Regions from separate parts of the Zea mays genome. Here region 2 is linked to region 1. The links are chromatin contacts, called in public Hi-C maps. All regions are on one chromosome and are shown on one strand. The core of a region is the stretch at or near the end of the contact, and the rest is flanking DNA. Distances in the headings are between cores, read along the strand shown. Region 1 has its middle 44 kb from the start of LOC103629103. Region 2 holds the start of LOC118472919.

Region 1 (4,001 bases), core at 419-2,918:
CCCACTACCTGCAGCACATCCTGGAGCATGGTGAGAAAGTAGTCTGGTTTATAAATTGATGTATGAAGCTCAGAAGCGGGCTCCATCACACCAAGTCTATCTCCCTGATCATTTTTTGGAAAGCGCATGAGAGCTGTGATTCATTGATCAGAGAGAGCAAAAGGATGCCCCAAACAACCCAGGGGCCAAGTATGAGAGGGGGAACAAACACTATCACACCCGGATTTAAGGACAAATCCAGGCACGTCTCAAATGTGTGCTAGAATCAAGTCTAACACATATGATGACTCATGGTACAAAAATCAATGTCACATCTTTGTTATATAATAGGATTATGTACAAAAATAGCTAAGTAAAATACATCATACGATGACAACGATCCTCCTCAACTATAGTTGACTGGGAGACGATAGCCTAGACCTCTTCGAACTCATCGTAGCATCCTTCTTGCACATCATCTTGCGATACCTGTTATTGAACAAGTGTGATTATATCAAGGGTGATCTCACATATGTTTATCGCTCAGCAAGTTCGGGGAATAATGTGCATGAGCTAACTTACGGTGGGGCTCATGTGAAGTGTAAGGCTTACTAAGAAGAATGGTTAAGACTGAGCATTGCTTTTAATAATTTGGTCAAAATTTTATTAGCAGTTAGTAAGTGTAAGTAAATACCATTCCAATGAAATAAGAGACCACAATTAATAATTCACACAATGCAATGCAATAAATGACAGGTTAAGTTTAGTTCCATAAATTAATCATGCGAGAGTTCTGAGTCTCTCTTGACCGTAAGCATAGTTGATATACCAGTTTTACACTCTACAGAGGTTGTACCCTTTACGCACAAGTTGTATATCCCATCAAGTCATGGTTTGCAAGGCCCTTATACACTCTCGAGGTGAATGGCTAGGGATCCACTACGAGGCCTTTATAAAGTTCCACTAGCTTTAGGAAACCCGCTACGGTTTCTACGAGAAGGGGGCTGATATAGGAATCCATCATCCAAAAAGCTATCGCAACATGATCGACCCAAGAACCTCAGTCCCTATATCGTGTAACACCCTAAAAAAAATCCTATTTTGGCATTTAAGAAAATCCTCTAAAGATTTAAAATCTAAAAGAGACCTTAATAAGGATTTCCTCACCTTTTAGATTATTCTCCTAAGACAAACTAATGGGAAATTTAGATTTTGAATTCTAAAACTAGAATTGAATTTAAGTAAACAAATATATATATATATATATATATATTATCCTTTATTGAGTAAAAGTGTTTATTAGATAAAACTATTAGTAATGAATTACATATAGAGTTAGAAGCATTTATGTGCATGAGCAAGACAATAAATAAATTAAAATAAAACCTTTGCGTTCATGCTGAGTTTTATAATCTTGAAATCTGAACACTGAATGAAATTTGAACTTGAACTAGAATTTGAAAACTGAAATTTGGAAAGGAAAATCAAAATAGAAATAGGAAATAAGAAAGGAAAAAGAGAATATCTATCACTACCTGGGTCAAATCCCTCACTTGGCTAGGCCCAGTAACCTTTTTCCACCGACCCGGCCCAGGAAACCCATGCGCGCCAGCCAAATCCGAGCGCCGACGGGCGGACCCCATATGTCAGCCTCACTCCGCGCCCACGGGTTCACCTATCACTGACGTCGTTGGTCCGCCCCAGTCTCTGTGTGTAGCCGTCGCTGGTGTCACCGATCTGTGGGCCCCTTCCATCAGCATGCCTCTTCCACCTCAATTCTGTTATGGCTGTGTTGTGGCCGCCGAGGATCCTGGCGGGGTGCGCGCCATGCACCCAGGGTCGACCCTCTCTGCCCGAAACCCCCCACCCTACCACCTCGGGCTATAAAGCCACGAACCCTCATGCATGCATCGAGCGCTGATCTGGCGGGGGATGGGAGAAAAGGCCCAGGGGCCGCCATTGCCACCTCGTCGCCGTGAGCGGAGTGACGTGTGTGCGCCGCCGTGCCAGGGTTCCGTCCACACCGCGCCTCGACCTGCAATAGATGGACAAGGAGAACTACCAAGACACGAGTAGCACTGGTCCACCATTTTCAAACACGGTGGGGCAATCGGGGAACAGGAATTCGTCGCTGGACCCGGCACCGTCGCGGTACCATGCTTCATCGTGGGCCGAATTCCCCACTACACCATAGCAGGTGAGAAGTACTCCTCTAGGTCTGCCTAGACCTCCACCATGTTCTGCACTAGACCGCGCAAATGATTGGGCTTGAGAGGGTTGAATGGTGGGTCATCGGACGACACCGGCCGCTGGTGCATGCCGTCGCCATTGGGTAAGATCGAATGGGAGGAAGAAGGTCCTTCGTCCGTCCGATCCGGAGTGTGTGGATTAGATTAGATCGGGTATAGCCTCTTCATCCAACTAAATGTACACCGTCTGGTTCTGTCTGAATGGGGGAGATTCGGGGCCTGTTTGGTTTGATGACTAACTTGCCACACTTTGCCACACTTTTTTGCCTAAGGTTAGTTCTTCAATTCGAACGACTAACCTTAGGCAAAGTGTGGCACGTTTAGCCACAAACCAAACAGCCCCTCGATCTCCATATACCTGTTCAACCATTGTATCAGGGCCATTGAATTCGATCCAACGGTCCCAATTCGCCGATACCCTTTTTGCTGGACGATTTTCTAAAAGAGCCCCTGGACTTTTGCTGAACTAACCCGCAGTCCAGAACGTTGATAAGATCATTCCACAGAGGTCCTGGAATTTACGAATTAAATCCCAAGCTCTCTGGTTTTTGTGTCCACAGTCCATAGGATACCAGGAATTAATTAAGTACTATTTAAATGTTTTCTACTAGGAAAATATTTCTAGAAACTTGTTTAAATCATAAATAATCTATTTTAACTCCTTTTTTTATCCCTTCCTGTTGCATTAGTCTCATATTAATATTATTTATCATCTAGTAACCTTGTATTACTATGAAACCTATGGTTGAAATCTTGTACCTCATTTGTTTTATAGTAGACACTTAAACCTTCATAAAATCATAACTTTATAATCGTTAGTCCGAATTTAGTGGTTCCCAAACCTGCGATCTCGTTACGATGCATAGATCATTATTATTCAATGTGTTCTCATGATTGGTGTGATGTTAATTTTGCTTAAACCATGTTTGTTTGTATTGCTATGAATAGCGGTGAGGTTACGAGAATCTGAAGACCAACTTGATACCTGGGAATCTCGAGTCTAAGGCAAGTTGTGCCCTTGATCACTTTTCTTTACCTAATAATGTTCCTGTTAATCACTGCGACATGCTCAAGTTAATTTGATGGGACCAATAGGTTTCCCTAGCATTGTTTATCCCACACCTTACAAACAAAAAGAACTATTGGGTAGATTTGCTATTGCTCTACCAGGCTTTGGGAAATTAATGTTATATTATGATCATGTTCCAATGTTGTTGATGTTTTAATTATTGTTCATGAGAAGATCGTTATGTTAATTGAAACATGGAGAACCACCCGAGAAAACAGTGCTACCACAAGGGTGGTATGGGACGCCCTTGACTTACTAATTAGGAAAGCTAGTGGAGGACTACCTTACCCGAAAGGGGCAAGGGTGGTAGAGGAGCTGCGTATAGGGAGGTTCTTGGGTCGATCATGCTGCGATGGCTTTTCGGACAAGGGATCCCTATATTGCCCTTCTCAGAAACCGTAGCGGGTTTTCTGAAGCTAGTGGAACTTTGTAAAGGCCTCGTAGTGGATCCCTAGCCATTCACCTCGAAAGTGTCTAAGGGCCTTGCAAACCCTGGTTAGACGGGATACATGACTTGTGGGTAAAGGGCGCAACCTCTGTAGAGTGTAAAACTCGTATATCAGCCATGTTCACGGTCATGAGCGACTCGAACAATCACATGATTAAATTATAGAATTAAACTTAATTTGTTATTTGCATTGCATTGTGGGTGTTATTATCAATTGTGATCTCTTATTTAATTGGGTTGGTATCTACTGACACTT
Region 2 (4,001 bases), core at 1,085-3,584, 140 kb before region 1:
ACGAGGGATTCCTATGCTTACTTCTTTCTGAATCTGTAGTGGTTTTTCTCAAACTAGTATAGGTGACCAGTTTGCCTAGCTTCTTTTTCTGTACACTTTTAAGTGCCAACGGAGTATTATCTTTTGTTGTTTTAAAAAACTTTACATTGAAAAAAAATAAGTACTCTCTTTGCCAGAATAGTTTTCGCTATAATATTTATAGTGCTCAGTTTTAAATTTGGATTTAAAGAAAATATTAGTAATGTATATATTTTCTAATAAATTGACTATAAAAATAATTTAAAATATATCTAACAAAACTAATTATGTATATAAATATACATGATTAAAGTTAAAAAACATTTAATTTTTCGAAAAGTGACAGCCACAACTAGCACATATACAGGAACCATTATTGCATCTGACTCTAGATCTAACGGACACCCGACGCTGATAGTATAGTACAGTTGTTGCCAGAAACCAGATACGTATCCACTGACGTAAATGGTATTCCGTACCTTCTGACGATACTGTGCGATGAAGTAACCTCCTTTTACCACTGGATCCTTGGCGCTTCCTCGTCACGTTCCCAGACCTCGAAAGACTATTCCCCTCAACCCTCCAAAAGAAGAGGACTGTTGAAACTTGGATGCCATGGCATACGTCCACACGCCACCGTACCAGTCGAGATCAAGACGGCAATAATAGACAAGAACAAGGTGCGTGGCAGTGCACTCGACGATATTAATGGAGCTGCTTTGCACGGGCGGCAGAGAGCCGTAGACAGAGCAGTGACGGTCGTCGTACACAGATCACGATGCTGCTCCCACACTCTTCGTCAGCCTCTGCAACTGCTACCACTCGTGGGCTAGCACTAGCAGCAGCAGCACCGCCGCCGCGTCCGACCGCTCGCCCCCGGCGCGCACGCCTCCTGCCTCCACGCGCGCGGGCCGAGACGCATGCGACGGGCGTTGGCGCCGACCGCGCGGCCGAGGCGCTTCTCCAGAGCGGGCTGCGCCGTGAGTCGCTGCCGCGGCACGTCGCGGTGGTGATGGACGGGAACTCGCGGTGGGCGCGCGAGCGGGGGCTGACGCCCGCGGACGGCCACAAGGCCGGGGGCCGCAACCTGGAGCGGGTCGTTGCGCTGTCGCGCGCCTGGGGCATCCGCGCGCTCACCGCCTTCGTCTGCTCCCGCGAGAACTTGAGCCGCCCCAAGGCACCGCCCTCGATCCCTGCTTTTCAATAAACTCTCGCATACACATCGGACGACGACCCTGACACGCACTGGTGCGTTCTTGTCTTCCCGCCCATCGTATCTGCAGGCCGAGGTCGACTACATGATGGGCTTGTCCGAGTGGCTGATAGGCGACAACATCGACAAGCTCTCGAGGTCGTCGTCGTCGGCTAATAAAAACCTGCAGTGATCTTGCATAGCACAGTGCCACAGTATACCGTTTGAATTTTTTTTACATGTTCTGCTTCCGCGTTCAGGCAGGGGATCCGACTGCAGGTGATCGGCGACGCCGCGAAGATGCCAGCCTCTCTGCGGAGCGCAGCGGCGCAGGCCGACGAGGCCACGAGGCAAAACTCGCAGCTGCACGTGATGCTGGCCATCTGCTACAGCGGGCGATGGGACATGGTCCAGGCGTGCCGGGAGCTGGCCCGGGAGGCGCAGGCGAACCGGCTCAGTCCGGACGACATCGACGAGTCGATCATCGCCGGCAAGCTCGCGACGAGCGCCGCCGGCGAGTTCTCCTGTCCCGACCTGGTCATCAGAACCAGCGGCGAGATGAGGCTCAGCAACTTCTTGCTATGGCAGTCGGCGTACTCGGAGTTGTTCTTCACCGCCAAGATGTGGCCTGACTTTGGGGAGGCTGAGTACCTGGAAGCGTTGCGCTCCTTCCAGGGCAGAGACCGCCGCTTCGGCCAATCAAAATTACTCTAAGGCCTCGTTTGGTTTAAGAGTCCCTCTATTTTAGTTTTATTTAGTTCCTAAATTGTCAAACAGTAGGATTAAAACAGAGACTAAACTGATTTAGTCTCTAGTCTCTCAAGATATGGTTAAAAAGACTAAATCATATTAATTCTACATTTGCCCTTCATTTAGTTCAATTGTACTAATAGCAGGAGAATATTAAAGGCTATTTTAGTCTTCTTATGAGTCATTTAGTATATTTTTACTAATTTTAGTCCTTAGAAACAAACATGTTAGAGACTAAATTTTAGTCCCCTAACTAAACTTTAGTCCCTAGACTAAAGAAACCAAACATGGTCTAACTTGATGGAGTGTTACACCTGCATCTCCAGCGTCAGCACCCAAAAGACCGTCCCGACTCGCGTGCAAGGGCGTCCAATCGTCGGATCCACAACAGCGACTATGTCCTGTAACCGTGGCCCATGAGCCGATATGGAGTAGCGTGTGTGTTTGCAGCCAGTTGTCACGACGCACAAAAGCGCGCCACTAGCTTCTGTAAGGATGAATCATCCAGAGAATTGCAAACAGAACTATTCCCCCCGTATCTCATCTTCTTCCTCTCCAAGCATTCTCTTCTTCCTTCCTTCCTCCCCAATCTATCGTGTTAACAAGTGGTATCAGAGGGGTCTGATCCTCGTCACTGTTCCACTCTGGATCCCACAACCTCCCACCCCTACGACACTCGTCTTCGTCGCCAGCGCGCCGCCATGAACGTCGACTTCCAGCACCTGCTCGACGAAATGTCCAAGCGCTTCGACGGCTACGATGCGAAGCTGACGCAGCGCCTCTCCGACTACGGCGTCAAGCTGCAGCAGCGAATGCTAGATCGCAATCTGGAACTGGAGCGTCGTATGGCGGATCTCGACACACGGATGGACGACAAGTTGGCTTCGCTCTCCACGGCCAACGAGACGCGCTTGTCGCAGCTCGAGTCGGTGGCCATCTCCTTCGACGGTTGGCATCCCTGCATGGAGGGTTCCGTCGACGACATCCGTCTTCACGTCTCCAAGTTGACCAATCTCTACGAACGGTCGGCAGTGGAGCACCCTACCGTCATGACTGGTGTGCTTGTTCCGGCTCCCTCTCCGGCCGTGCGCCCATCTGCTGCTGCCTCCACGGACGCTCAACCTGACAGGCACCGCCTGAATCCATCAATCCGGGATGATGGTTGCGGAGTTGTCACAATTCTTGATCATCACCCGGCAAAGGGTGCGTCATCCCCTTCTCACCCCATGTGTTTGCTTCTCCTATTTTCCACTGTTCGAGATCCGAGTTTAAGGAACCCGTGGGTGGAAGTTTGGCTGGTTTATCTGATCATTTTCCTAAAATGTTGTTTCCTACGTCCGATGGGGATCAACCCAAGTTATGGATCTGTAGATGTGAGGATTACTTTGATCTGTATAGTGTTGATCCAGCGCAGTGGGTGAGGGTGTCATCTATGCATTTCAGTGCTGCTGCATCTCGCTTGGTGCAAACTGTGCAGAGCCATCTTAGATCCCGTTCGTGGTTAGAGTTCTGTGGTTGGGTTTTGGCTCGATTTGGCTATGACCATCACGAATTGTTGATCCGCCAGTTGTTTAACATTCGTCAAACTTCATCGGTGTCTGAGTACATCGATCGTTTCTCATCCCTTTGTCGACCAATTGACAGCTTACGGATCGCACACAGACCCCCTTTATTTCACCATGCGCTTTATTGATGATTTGCGTGATGATATTAATTCTTCTATTTTGGTTCAACGTCCATCTTCTTGGAATTCTGCCTGTGTGTTGGCTCAATTACAGGAGGAGGTCTCGGAGTACGGCAAGAGGCCACCGACCCGGCAACCTGATCCATTCTCGAGAACTCAGTCAACACCACCAGCTTCTCTTCCACTTCCACCACCCCCGTGGAAAGGAGAGAAACAGACAACTCTGGGCGAGGACCGTCGGGGCGCTAACTCAAATAATATGGAGGACAAGTGGTCTACCCTTCGGGCTTATCGGCGTGCAAGGGGCTGTGTATTAAGTGTGCAGAGAAATGGTCTAAGGATCACCGTTGTGCTGAT

Evidence for each region. Hi-C and Micro-C count contacts between places; a contact is called where the count stands out from the background.
Region 2: a contact with region 1 is called in a Hi-C map of tassel, with 2.4 times the contacts expected there. The contact joins the promoter of LOC118472919 here to the enhancer-like site in region 1. A contact is called at or near these places in 3 of 25 Hi-C or Micro-C datasets (ear, endosperm and tassel).

What each region holds. Positions count from the first base shown.
Region 1 is chr7:46,362,523-46,366,523 of Zm-B73-REFERENCE-NAM-5.0, reverse strand. No RefSeq gene overlaps it. Among protein-coding and RNA genes, the nearest start is that of LOC103629103, 44 kb to the right of the region's middle. Within about 2 kb of position 1,668, at least 16 of the 20 cell types and tissues checked have an H3K27ac peak or open chromatin away from gene starts, as enhancers often do. A contact at or near this core is called in ear and tassel, where this site is marked.
Region 2 is chr7:46,504,797-46,508,797 of Zm-B73-REFERENCE-NAM-5.0, reverse strand. LOC118472919 reads left to right here and starts at 2,334. Exons shown (of 1, transcript XM_035960899.1): 1 at 2,334-4,001. The coding sequence starts at 2,662. The coding sequence ends at 3,381. It overlaps LOC100283522 (undecaprenyl pyrophosphate synthetase), which reads left to right and starts at 762. Exons shown (of 3, transcript NM_001371943.1): 1 at 762-1,195; 2 at 1,302-1,369; 3 at 1,471-2,122. The coding sequence starts at 797. The coding sequence ends at 1,924.